2 separate regions of the Dromaius novaehollandiae genome follow, and region 2 is linked to region 1. Evidence: chromatin contacts called from public Hi-C data. All regions are on one chromosome and are shown on one strand. Each heading gives the region's core, a stretch centred on a gene start, on an enhancer-like site or on the middle of the called end of the contact. The rest is flanking DNA. Distances are from core to core; before and after follow the strand shown.

Region 1 (6,561 bases), core at 3,494-5,993:
AGAAAACTAGAGCATTTGTAATGTTTCTCTCCTATGCAGCTTCACTGGGGTCTAAATGTTGCAGCTTTTCCCTCAAGTGGAGCAATAATTTGTGAACTTTTTCTTTCTGTAGCTATCCATGCTTAAAAATTTTCTAAGAACTTAATATAATTGAACCCTCTACTTGCCTGTCAAATTTGAGGGAAAATGGCCTTCAGACTCAAAAGCTACTAGGTGGAGAGTGACCATGAACTTGCATTAAACCTCATTTTCTTTGGAAACAAGGGGTAGAAGAAAAAAAAAGGAAAACAAACCTAAGAAACTTACCTCCTTTCCAACAATTTTAGAAGGAAACGTCTGCTTAGAGATGACCCAAAGTGCTCGAGTGCGAGTGTTTTTGTCTGAAGTTTTTACAGCAATGCTGTTCACTGTTGAAAGCAACTCTTGTACTTCCGTTGCTGAAAGCAGAATGCATAGTACTCAAATTCTGTTTGTGTAATTCTAATCAACTTCTTAGCAAGTTTCAGGTCATTTTGCTCAGCTAACAAATACTAAAGCAAGAAGATCCATGCAACTAAAGCTCCCAAAAGTTATGATTTAATGCCTTAAACACTACTCTTCAGCAATTTTTGTAAATTCCTTTCAAAATAATTAGCAAGAATGCGCAAAAAGTATTGACATAATATGTCAATAGTATGTATATATCTACAGTATCATTATAAGCAAAAAAACATAAAACAAAGAATGTTATCTTAAAAAAAAAGCTAAAGATTAAGTATTTGATTTTTTAAAACTTTCTGGATTTCAAGTGAATTCAGCAGCATTTTGTCCAGTTAATTTCACTGCTATGCTGACACAAAAAATTCATTTTAAGGACTACAAGAGGTTTTATCATTAAAAAAGGCAGCAAAGCTCGAACAGAGGTAACAGCAAGCTGGTTACACAAAAGAATGAGTAAGATAAACAAAGCACTTAAATGCAACTAGGAAGACAGACAGGGAAGTCATCTATTTCTTTGAAATTCAGACTGAATAAAGCCTGATTTCTTCCAAATTTGGGTTTCCTGCGTAAGTGATCTCAGTATCTCAGAAGCATAAGTTCACATATAGCCCCTTCCTCAGAGTTACGTACAGTTCTTGCCCCAACCACCTGTCAACCTATTTTCAGGACTTAAATATCTCTGAAACCTCAAGTTCTCTACCAAATTGACTGCAATTGACCAACTGCTTAAAAAAAAAAAATTATGGGAGAGAAGAAAGGGACTACACAGACATTGTGATAGATGCCTCATTTCCACAGGAAATCAGGAAGTTTGAGTACGAGGGAAGCAGAATACATTCTTCAGGAAACAGTAGAAAAATTGAGGCAAAGAATCAGCTTCAATAAGCAGAATGGCAGTGTCCTTTCAAACACGCGAGAAAAAATTCGGTCTGCACATCCATCCATAGGATGTTGTTCAGTCTTGCCTGAGTTAAGTTTTTCATCTGCTAAAGATCATTCTAGTGCATTTGTCCAAAACCATTCAGCACTCACCAGAGGCGGGGAAACAGACAGTATGCTATTTGTCATTCTTCTTCTTGACAGCCACTGTAGGCTGAGTCACCATCAAGGTACCAGCAACAGCTGAATTACACTGCTTGTCTTTGTGTGCCCATGAAAGGCAATCTTAGCTTAACCACCTTTCACTACTGCACAACCTGCATATCTACCACCCACTAAAGCTAAGGGTGTGCACACAAAGATCGCAGGCCATCCGACAGAATGGCTTTTACTGCAAATGGATATGCCTGACCAATGGAACATGGAACAGGCACCTTCTGAAGATCAGCCAACTTAGACATTAGCTCTCCTCCATTAACAAAAAATCTTAAAAAACCAAACAAACAAACAAAAAAAACCTTTGATGCATACCCTCAAGTTCTCAGCAGCAAAACTTGTTGTTAAAAGGGTTTAGCGCTTTCTAGCAATTTAGGCCATGAAGTTTTGGATTACTTTAAATTAGTTTAATTTGAAAGACTTTACCAGCACATTTAAGAGACCGTGCCAATGTGACAAGGTAGAACCACCAAGTAAGGGGTAAAAAAAAAAACCACTCAAACACAATACTACAGCTCCCTGCATTCCACAAACAAAAAGTGTCCATTCTTTTTCCATTTTGGCATCTTTTTTCATTACTAATTCCACAAAAACAAATTACAGGACCTAAATGCTACCAAAGTGTTTACTGAAATTGGAAATTAGTACAATAGTATTAGTGTAGCAGCATGGAAACATATTACAATTTATTGCACAAAATGAAATTAGTGAAATAAGCTCACATTGCTTAATGCTAGAGATAAAACAAAACTACTGGACCACTTGGGAACTGTAAACTTAATCAAAACTAAAGTATATGGTAACAAAGAAATACAGAAAGAGCTCTGCTATATTTTTTTAACCACCAAACATGTGAAAGTTTTAGTTTGCTTACCAGATAACTCAGATGTAATCTTCGAATTAAAAACACAAAATCCTAAGGCCTGTAATGCTGCATTACTTAGCTCCGAGTTTTGACTAGAAATGTGTGCCTGAAAAAATAAATTATTAAAGTCTCAAGTCACAGAAGTGGCTATAAGGTTTTAACTGTCTTAATTCCAACACTTCTGCTTAATGAAGAGAGCTGTCAAAACGGAATGCTTGATGGAAGATACACTGGTATAATAAAGCCATCCCTATTTATACAACCCAAATTACTGAAAGAATTTGGGGTTCTCAAGACATTTTTACTCTCTGTAATTTAGACATCTTTACTTAAGTATGTGCTAAACATCAGAAATCCTTTACTACTTTTCTGTGCATGTACTACTACCTAACTCTCCAATTGTTATTAAATATCTACAACAGGACTTTTTTTTTAAAAAAAAAGTGGCTAGAACAACAGCCTTTACATTCCAAATCCCTTGAGATTTACTTCATATTCCAATTCTCCGAAGTGTTTCTAAGGACAGGCAGAACACACTGTGCCTTTTCTGGAAAATTAAATTTGACTGCACAACACAGCATGAACTCATCCAAGACTCTCAAATTTATTTCTCTATACTAATTTCTATAACACAAAGGAAACAATTTACCAACAAAGCGTTACTACCATGTCACTAGTTCAAATTAGCATTACACGAATTCAAATTCAAGTCTTAGACTGGCCAGGTATCATGACCACTTAAACACACCTTTGGTTTGTTCATTAAAATAAACTGCAGAAAATTTAATGGAAAAGACATACCTTCAACACCTTGCAAAGTCGGGAAAAGTGTCTTCTGACTTCTGCAGTGAATTCTTTGCCATCCTCACCAGTCAAGCGACTTCAAGGAGCAGAGAGGAAAATAAGCAATATTCACAAAAGTTAAATGTGGTATCAACATACGTTTCCTTTTATACACAATCCATTAACTGGTCTAAAAATAGTGGTTATAGAACAGTTTTTTCCCTTAAAAAGGAAAAGGACAAAGCCACTAATCACCACATAATTAGTCTGCCATAAAAGTTAAACAGTATTTTTAATGCACATATATCCTAATATATTAGAGAAAGTAAAATGACTAATGACCCATTTTGTGTATGGAACATAAAAGACATAAGGGTTTTCATCTTTTCTCATCTTTGATAAAAACATCACAAGTTAATGGGCAAACTTTCTGTGGCTACTGAAAATTAAATACAGTTTACACAGCAATATAACAAGCTAAAAGCACATAACTCAAAAAAAGCTTTAGAATGCAGGTCCCTGACAGTAGAAGGATTCTGCTTTCCCAGCTAACAGTGGAAACTCCCCACATGTCTGAAGAACATCTATATAGGAGAGCTTGTGTTTCCCGATAAAGTGTTAATAACCAGTTTCACATTGCAAGAAACAGGCTTAACACTGTAATCACCAAGAGACAACCTGAGAAGTTTCCTGCTGTTCTGGTATGATCCCCAAGTTGGGGCATTAGTTCTGGCCAGTTTTACTAGAAACCTGCAAACTGTTATACAGTGAGCAGAATCACTGATACCTGAGCACTTATGGCTTAAGAAGCTACTAGAAAGGAGGAAGACAGGGACTCAAGGCAGATGCTCGTGGCAAGCGATAATAATGCCCTTGCACACGCTAACAGATGTGAAGGACCCTGATAAAAGTGGGACCTGGGGGTTAACAGGTACCTTTAGGGGAAAAAAAAGTAACTGAGAGGACACACGGTCACTCCAAAACTGGGAGAAAAAAACAATTCTAGCAGTTCTAACCAGAACACTATAAAGTAAGTTGGTTTTTCTCCTTCCGCCTGGAGGAAGTTTCTGCTTCGCCCCCCGCGCTCGCCCACCCCCATGGGCGGCAGGGAAGGGCCCCCAGGGCTCCGCGCTGCCCCGCCAGCTCCAGCCGCCGCTCCGCTCCCCTCCGCCGGCGCAGGAGGCCGCGCCAGGCCCGGCCGGGCCCCTCGGCGCAGGAGGGGGCCGAGGCCCGGCTGGCGCCGCCGCCCCCCTTCCCTCCCCCCCGCGGCCGCGCTCACTTGGCGACGGTGAGGTGCGCGTCGGTGAGGTCCCCCGGCGGCGCGGCCGGGTCCTCCAGGGTCTCCAGTAGGGGCAGCAGGCTGGAGCCGGCGGCGGGCGCGCTCATGGCGGCGGCGGCGGGGGGGGGCGGGAAGGGGGGGGAAGCCCCGTGCCGCAGCCGCCGCACGCCCCGCGCCGTCTCCCGGGCTAAGATGGCGGCGCGCGGGACGCGGCCGCGCGGATCCGGGCTGCGCTCGCCGGAGCCAATGGGGGCGCGAGGAGGCAGGGCCGGCGGCCGAGCCGGGAGGACATCGAGCGGCGCCCGCCCGCCCACCGCACCACGTGTCTCTGCCCGCGCGCCGCGGAGCGCGGAGCGATGGATCGCTTCCCGCGCCTTTCGGGCCCCGCCCCACGCCGGGCCCCTCCTCCGCCGCCGATTGGTCGCGGCCGCCCCGGGAGGCGGGGCAGGGGGAGGGGGAGGGGCGCCTGCCCAGCCCCAACGGTCGGCGGCCGCGCGGGGCGCGCTGCTGCTCTTACCTCAGCTCCGCTCTGCGGTCCTCCTCTAGTGACCGCCTGCCGGGCCCTCTCGGCTCGAGGTGCTCAAACACAGTCCGAGCCTTGTCTGACTCTGCGCTTTTATTATTACCATTTTTAAAGCGAGTGGCCTGGTGTGTGACTGGCTGCCGCTCCTGTCACCTCTCAGAGCGGGCATTCAGCCCTCGCGTCATTCACAGAGGCGCATTCGATCTGCAAATCATATATGTTTGTAACTGAGAAGTGATCTCTTGGTTTTTCCAGAGCTGCTTGGGTGTTAGGCTTGTGCTTCCGCGCCACGGAAACCTAAAGTTCCTTGAGACCTAGCTAGGCGGATGAGGACTGTGAAGCGGGATCACGGGGTAGCAGCACAGCCGCTTCTGGTTGTCTCTGGGACAGCCGTGGAGAGGCCGAGCTCCCCCCGCAGCTGCAGGAGGGACTGGGATTCTAGAAAGCAGAAAAGAGCTAGTTTAACAAAAAGTGCCCTGGCACGTTTCCACTGAGTTTTTAAGCTCCCCTGTAGGACTGCGCGATAAAGCATTGCATGAAAGTGACTGAAAGCTGGTGTTTTTCACCTGCGGTCAGTGTGGTCCCTGTGGCTGAGACTCCAGGTGCTTGATCAGCCTCCGAGACTGTCTCTCCTATGGCACACTGGGCTCAAAAATCCTGGATTTTAGCATCGGGCTCCCTGTGTCAACTTGAGCAAGGGCAGCGTTAAAAGCGGTGCTAGCAGGGAGCCGGTGCTGGGTGGCGGGGAAGGGCAGGGGGCACGCAGACAAACAGGAAATTTGCACCCCAGGGTAGGACTCTGCAGATGCACAACAGTTGATTCAGGGTGAGGAGACATTAGCACCTATTAGGGACGATTCATTCCGTATCATGGTAAATTCACAGAAAAGCGACAAGAGTTATCGACGAGTGTGTGAAATAATTTATATCAAGAGCGTTTGTGGATGTAATACGAAATAACTCAAGTTCTGTGGCAGTAAATTGGATGTGCAGAGGAACCTTGTTTCTCAGGGATAAAAATAGGCCTTAACAGTTACACCAACTGCTCAGTCGTCCTTCTTCATCACCTGCAGGGCTTTGTAGTGGTTTCTGACACACTTATCTGGAGTCTGTTCTGTAAAGTAACTCTTAAAATGATGTTACTCCACTGACTGTCCCAGGAGGGTTTTCTAGACATGTAGATGTTTCCTGTACAGGTTTTGCTTCTGCTCCGTTACAATTTAAGACCTGTTGCTTCTCAGTCCAAAAGAACCCCAGGCCATAAATAAAACACTAACAGTCCTCTCCAGACTTTTTGCTTCTTGTTGCTAAATACTTCTGCTGATTTTAGAGAGAAACATTCACAGGAACATGTGAATAGCTTTTTTTCAGTCCACCAGGTGGCAGGATTAAAAAATACCAGTTGATCTTAGGTGCAGCTTGATTCCCTTAAACATAGTGATATGAACTTTGTTTCCTCCCATTAGGATGAAGCATGAATAGAGTATTTGAAATGAAAGAGAGAGTAGCTGCAGTTCTAGCTGTGATACTGTTTTC
Region 2 (5,986 bases), core at 2,156-4,655, 280 kb after region 1:
GTTGCATTTCTCTAGCCTTTTTTGCTGAAGTTCAGAGATGCAACATGAATATTTAATTTAGAAGCAAATGAGAACTAGGTATACTAACATGGAATTAATACAGTAGTTAAAAGTAACATGTGATAGTGAGCAAATGGTCTAATTAAAAAAATCTGAAAATGAAAATACCAACATTATAAATATCTACTATATGTTATTGTTTAGAATTAAATATAAGAATTTTCTCTTGCACCTAATAAAATAAATCAGACATTCTATTAAATTCAATAGGAACACTGTGGGACTGAATATTATTGCTATGAACAACAAAACTGAACAATTTCATGTTCTCATTCTTAGCTATTGAATTACAAATTTAAACCTTTAGAGTTGGTTTATGCTAACAACCCAGCAGCAAAGAAAAAAAAATCATCCAGAAATATGTTTTATAACTGAAGTAAACTGAAGGCTACATGCACATTCACTGAGGAATCTGAACAACCAATATTTTATTTTGAAGGCATGAGATTAAAGTTGCCTTTCCTTAACCAGCATCAACTGCTCTGAACAGGCAGCAAAGAAATAGCAAAAAATAATGAGAAAGAAGTATCTTAATCCCTCTACCACAGAAGGAAACATCAATACAGCTCTTTAGATTAGCTTTAAAGAAGATTTAGTTTGGAGCACCTCTCCTTTGGCATTTTTAATTCAGTGTTTAGACAGTTGCATTAGTATGCACAGCACTTTTCACATATACAAGTAGGAAGGTTTTTGCCTCAAAGACCTCATAATCTAAATTAAATCACAGTATTGAGAAAAGGCAGAAAAAGCTATCCGAAAACAAAATACGAAGTCTTTAGCCACCTACAAAGATTTCTCCCTTCACCTTTCCATTGCTGCCAAATAGATTGGTATTGTAAAACAAGCTGAATGATAGATTATGAGAAGGTTTACCTATGCTAGGCAAACAAAAAGGAGAAAACTTGAAGACAAAAACAAGGAGGTTGTTCAGTACAGTGCCTGTGGAAGGTATTTCAGAATCAGGACAGGCCAAAAGAAGCTCTCAGAATTAGAAATTTAATAGTTTTATTAGAAAAACTGGAAAGATGTAGCACATGAGAAGTCATGGAGCTGGTACATATGGCACGACAGAGAAGGTGAAGTGTTTGAATGGGATGTAGAAAAAGTAAGCACAAAGATGAAAAAGAAGGAGCTAAAAAGATTCTTATTAGAAATACGCTTCAGACCAGAGAGGACAAATGCACCATATTGCAGGTGGCAGATTAAAAAAAAGGATGAAAACCTGAACAGAGATTATGCAACTGTGAAGATATGAAAGATTTCAGAAATATTAAAGGAAAAGCAGTAGAATTCTTTGAAAGAAGCGCACACAGATGGGACATTGGAATCTGTATTCTAATTGAGCCTGACTGACATAAAATACATACTTGATATATATTCTGTAGATGGGAGATCAGTAGAATATATATAGCCAATAGTAACCACAAGCTATCATTGTAGCTCCCTTTTTCTTGGGGCAAAAAGGACCCACCCATAAACACAGCTCAGAGCACCTTCAACCACAGACTGTGAGTACCAGGGATTAAAGCTATCATTCCTTCTCTTTGCCATGGGGCACCGGAGAGCGACTCCTCCTGTAGCAGGACTTCCAGTGGACTTGTAGTGCCAGGCCCGTCAGTCAGAACACAGAGACAAATGTGTTCAACGTGTACATACATATTTGCATTAATAACTTCTGCAGTTAATTGATTTTATGTAACAGCAAGTAAATAAATTAACAAAACTTTACAAACACAGCCCATGGAATTACCTTAGCGCAAATCTAGCTCAGAATGGAAAAGCTGATTTTAAAAGTTTGCTTCCCAAGCCAAGCCCACTCCAGACCCCAATAAGCAGAACCAGGGAGGAAAAGTGGATTACCAAACAAAGGGAAAGAAGAAAGCCTTTAGTCCAAAGAAGAAGGGTTATGTTCTATTCTGTAAAGCAGTTATTTGAAGAAATTACATACCATACTTTGAAGACTATTTCCATTAGCAGAAATAGCATTTATGCTCCTAGTTCTCATTAACTTCTAAGGAAAGCTCCACATCCAGTGGCCTTCTCAGTCTCTGAAAGTCTCCTCCTTTATTCTCTTCAATAATAATGCCTACTTTTATTCATTTTCTGCTTTGGTCTATTTCTGAATCCTAGAAATGTGGTAACTAAGGGTTTTAGTTTATGTATGTGTGTGTATATGTACACACACACAAACACACATTTCATGTTAAGTTACTGACATCTGGTGCTTCTAAAGAGTACTGCACCGCTCAATAATAAACACGGGTAAATGTAAGCTAATACTTTTGTACCCAAATCCCAAGCAACTCCAACAACAATCTTCATATGTTGCAGTGATGAGCACCCTTAGCTCTACCAAGAAAATAAGCTCTGACTGAAACATAAGTGTCCTTTAAATACAAAAACAGGAATTGCACTGAGGTAGTTTATTATGCCTGTCTGCATAACAATTACAAAAAAGAAAGACTTACCATATTAAAGAGGGAAGCCTCCTTACTTGGAGCAAGTACATTTGGGCACACAGGCCGCGCTGCGGGAGTCCCCATCTGACACGGAAGGCCTGCTTACCCTCAGATGTGAGCTGGGAAACGAGAGATTTCCAGGGAACCAGTTCAGAAAAACTAAACTCTCACAGTAACAGATAAAGCTACTTGTATTTACTGACTTAAACTAGTAAAACAATGCAGATGGGGCTTGGAGAATACACATACAACTGAAATGGAATTTATTAAGATTTGGGAGAGTCACAATTAGAATAACAACTAACAAACTTGAAAAGAGAATATAACTTTGACTCAAAACTCAGCTTTATTTTAAATACTACAAAACCAGGCAACTAACTAGAAAATATACCTTCCCTAAAAAGTTTGAGGGACTGAGTTTCAAACATTTTGGGGCACACGAGAAGTTCAACACCAGACAAAGAGCCTAAGAGCAGTAACCGTTCCTCACTACTGACACAAAAGGACGCTATCTAGCTCAGCTATACAAATATTATTACCAAGTCATTACTACCAAATTATCTTAATGGTCTCCGAGGTGACAAGCACATTACTGGCAGCGCAGCGCTTCCCGCTGCAAGCGCCCCACCCGCTCTGAGGCGCCGCTCCCGCGCGCGCCGCCTTCCAACGGCTTTAACGGTCGCGGGCCCCCGCCGCCGCCCCGCCCCCTCGCGCAGCGCCGGCAGGCTCGCGCCCGGCGGGCCCCCGCCCCGCAGCGGAGGCTCTCCCCCGCCCTCGCTCTCAGCCCCAAGCAATCAATCGCCGGTTGGCGGCGATGGATTGTCTCTGCCTGCTGCCCGGCCCTGCTAATCGAGGTGTTAGTGGATTGACTTCTTAGGTCTGGGAGCGGGCGGGACGCCCCCCTCACGGACGCGGGGCGGGACGGCTCCCGGCGCCATTTTGCAGGAAGAGCGGAGACAGGTAGGGGCAGTGCCGCGCCGGGCTGGGCTCTCCCTCGGGACAGGCTGTGGCCACCTCCCGTTCCCGGCTCTCCGCCACATCTCCCCCTCCGCTCCCCGTGCTGCCAGCTTCGGCGGCGGCCGGGCGGGCATCGCCGCGGTGCCTTGTGAGGCTGTCGTCGTGGAAACGGGGGCGGGAGGGCGGCGGTGCCTCAGCGGTGCGCTCGCTTCTCTTCCAGGGGGAGCCGGGTGCGTAAGCGAGAGGGAGCCCGCCGCCTGCCATGGCCACCGTGAGTAACGGCGATGCCCGCGTCCCGGGGGTCGGCGCCGCGGCGGCCGGCGGAGCCGGGGTGGCTGTAAAACCGCCCCCGCGCCGCGTCTCCGCGGGAAGGCGAAACAGCGCTGCTGGAGGAGGGCGGTGCTCGGTGTTCCTCCTCTTTCCTGTTGGGCAGCTTCTAAGTCTTAGCGTTTATGGGGGAACGGCTCGTGAAAATCTCCGTCATACCAAAACCACTACTAGCAACAAGTAAGCCGTCTGGGAGAGGATCATCTTCCTTCTTCCGTTTAAATTCTAGAAGGCAAATTCTGTGGATATAATGTAGGTAATCCAGTTACGGGTTAAATAGGATCTAATTTTTTTAATATCCTAAGTTAAGATGAAATGTTAAAGTTCACCACCATATAATCGACCCACGGTAACCCAAACTGAAGATTAAAACATGGTTTATTGATTTAGTCTAGCCACATAGATATGAATAATTGGTTGTTTTCAGTGGTATTTTCCCGCTTGTGTAATGTTAGGTATGTAAATATTTGGAAAGCTGAGCTTTCCAACATGAACATGGTTAAGATCTATAATTAACTTTTAACATTTGTGTGTTAAGTGACCCTGAGTATAAAAATCATTTATTTATTTTGTATTTACATATGTCAGCTATAACTCAGTTTACATCTGTTTTATCTCGTGTGTATAATGACTACATTAAATTTTGTTTCAGTAGAGCTTTTATGTAGCAGGAAAAAAAACATTAAAATGGAATCAACAGATTGTGTTTACTCTTTCAAGAGCCTTCTAAACCTAGTGTCGTTTTGTGACTAGGCAGCTTAAAGCCTCAACTGTTAAATCCTTGGTACAAGTCAGTAAATCAAATGTGTGGATATGTATTTGAGTCTTTATGAAGTTAGTGTAACTTATTAGATGTTGTGTGTTGGTGCACAGATGGTATGTAAGTAGCCGATGCTTACTGGCCTGGGTCCTGATATTTCAAAGAGCCCTTAAGCATTTGAATAGTACTATCTTCTCACTTTTTTAAGTAACCTTTTTTCTTACCTATCTAATGGCAAACATATGCATAAACTTGTATAGAATCAAGAGTATGATATTTAAGAAAAACCCTTTGTGTTAGTTTCTCAAAGGATTTTTTTCTTCTCCCCTGGGAAACGAAGGCTTGCAAAAGCACACGTGTTATGGCAGGTGGGATTTATATTTTGCAGCAGTGCATGATTTTGCAACACTACAGTCAAGGGTATTAAAAGTTCTGGGCTAGCTTTCGGTAGCCTTTCATTTTTTTAATTACATTTTAATTCTATATTTTGAGTGTATGATAGGTTATTTTTGTCTGTTTTGTGTATGTAGCTGCATCATAGAAGTTGCCAACCTATTTGTGAAGTACAAAAAATAGATTGGGCTTTCAGTTTAATCATATCAACTGAGTATTTTTTGCAAAAAAAAATCAGTAATAATTATATTACTGTTTAAGGTATCATCACTGGGCTTCAGAATTAATCTTCATGATGAGAACCTACTAGCCCTTTGGAGCATTATTGTTGAGACCATTTGCATGCTCAGGAAGATAGCATTGCATTATTTTCTATTTACTGAATGGCTGAATCAGCTTCTGCAAGAATGATCCTTAGCAGTTGAAACTTATGTTGACAGCACAATTCTGTGGCATGAAGCAGATTTTCTCATGTATTTCAGGACTGTAGAATTCATAAAGGTTCTGTAGCTTGTTGGCAGTTTGCCCATGGTACTGATTTGTTTGCAGCAATATTCATTTATAAATATGTAAATGTATCAAGTTTGCAAATCTAAATAACACTGCTTGCACTAACTTATTAAGTTTTGCGCATGATAAATATTTATAGTATTTCAAGTGCAAAATAGAGCAGCTGAAATTGCCATACCCACCTGTTTTGATATGTATATCCCTTCTGTAGTTCAGAGCTGTTGGTATGTTTACTTTGCTGGCAAAGAAGTATGTGTGTATACATGTATGTTTGCTTCTAGATGAAAGCTACAAGATGTGTCTGTAGTGTTTTTTTTAACTTGTGATTCTGAGAAGTGGGAGTATTGACCCAAATTTGTGTTAGTCCTCAGGTTAGAGATCTTGCATATTGGTGTATACTGACCTAATACTATTTCTAGGTGTTTTTTTTAATAATTAACTTCATGGATTTATTGAATTATGACAGTCATGGAAATAATACTGGGTGCAATATTTTTCCGCATCGATGACTTAGTTTAGA

Evidence for each region. A called contact is a pair of places that touch in the nucleus more often than the background predicts.
Region 2: a Hi-C map of liver shows a contact between it and region 1, with 5 times the contacts expected there. The contact joins the promoter of MMADHC here to the promoter of RIF1 in region 1. A contact is called at or near these places in 3 of 4 Hi-C or Micro-C datasets (brain, liver and ovary).

Annotation. Positions count from the first base shown.
Region 1 is chr7:2,756,546-2,763,106 of bDroNov1.hap1, forward strand. It overlaps RIF1 (replication timing regulatory factor 1), which reads right to left and starts at 4,744. Exons shown (of 34, transcript XM_064514548.1): 1 at 4,503-4,744; 2 at 3,242-3,320; 3 at 2,450-2,546; 4 at 307-437. The coding sequence starts at 4,609.
Region 2 is chr7:3,035,782-3,041,767 of bDroNov1.hap1, forward strand. MMADHC (metabolism of cobalamin associated D) reads left to right here and starts at 3,406. Exons shown (of 8, transcript XM_026097598.2): 1 at 3,406-3,479; 2 at 3,697-3,747. The coding sequence starts at 3,739. It overlaps LOC112981731 (a long non-coding RNA gene), which reads right to left and starts at 3,298. Exons shown (of 5, transcript XR_010389886.1): 1 at 3,073-3,298; 2 at 2,529-2,638.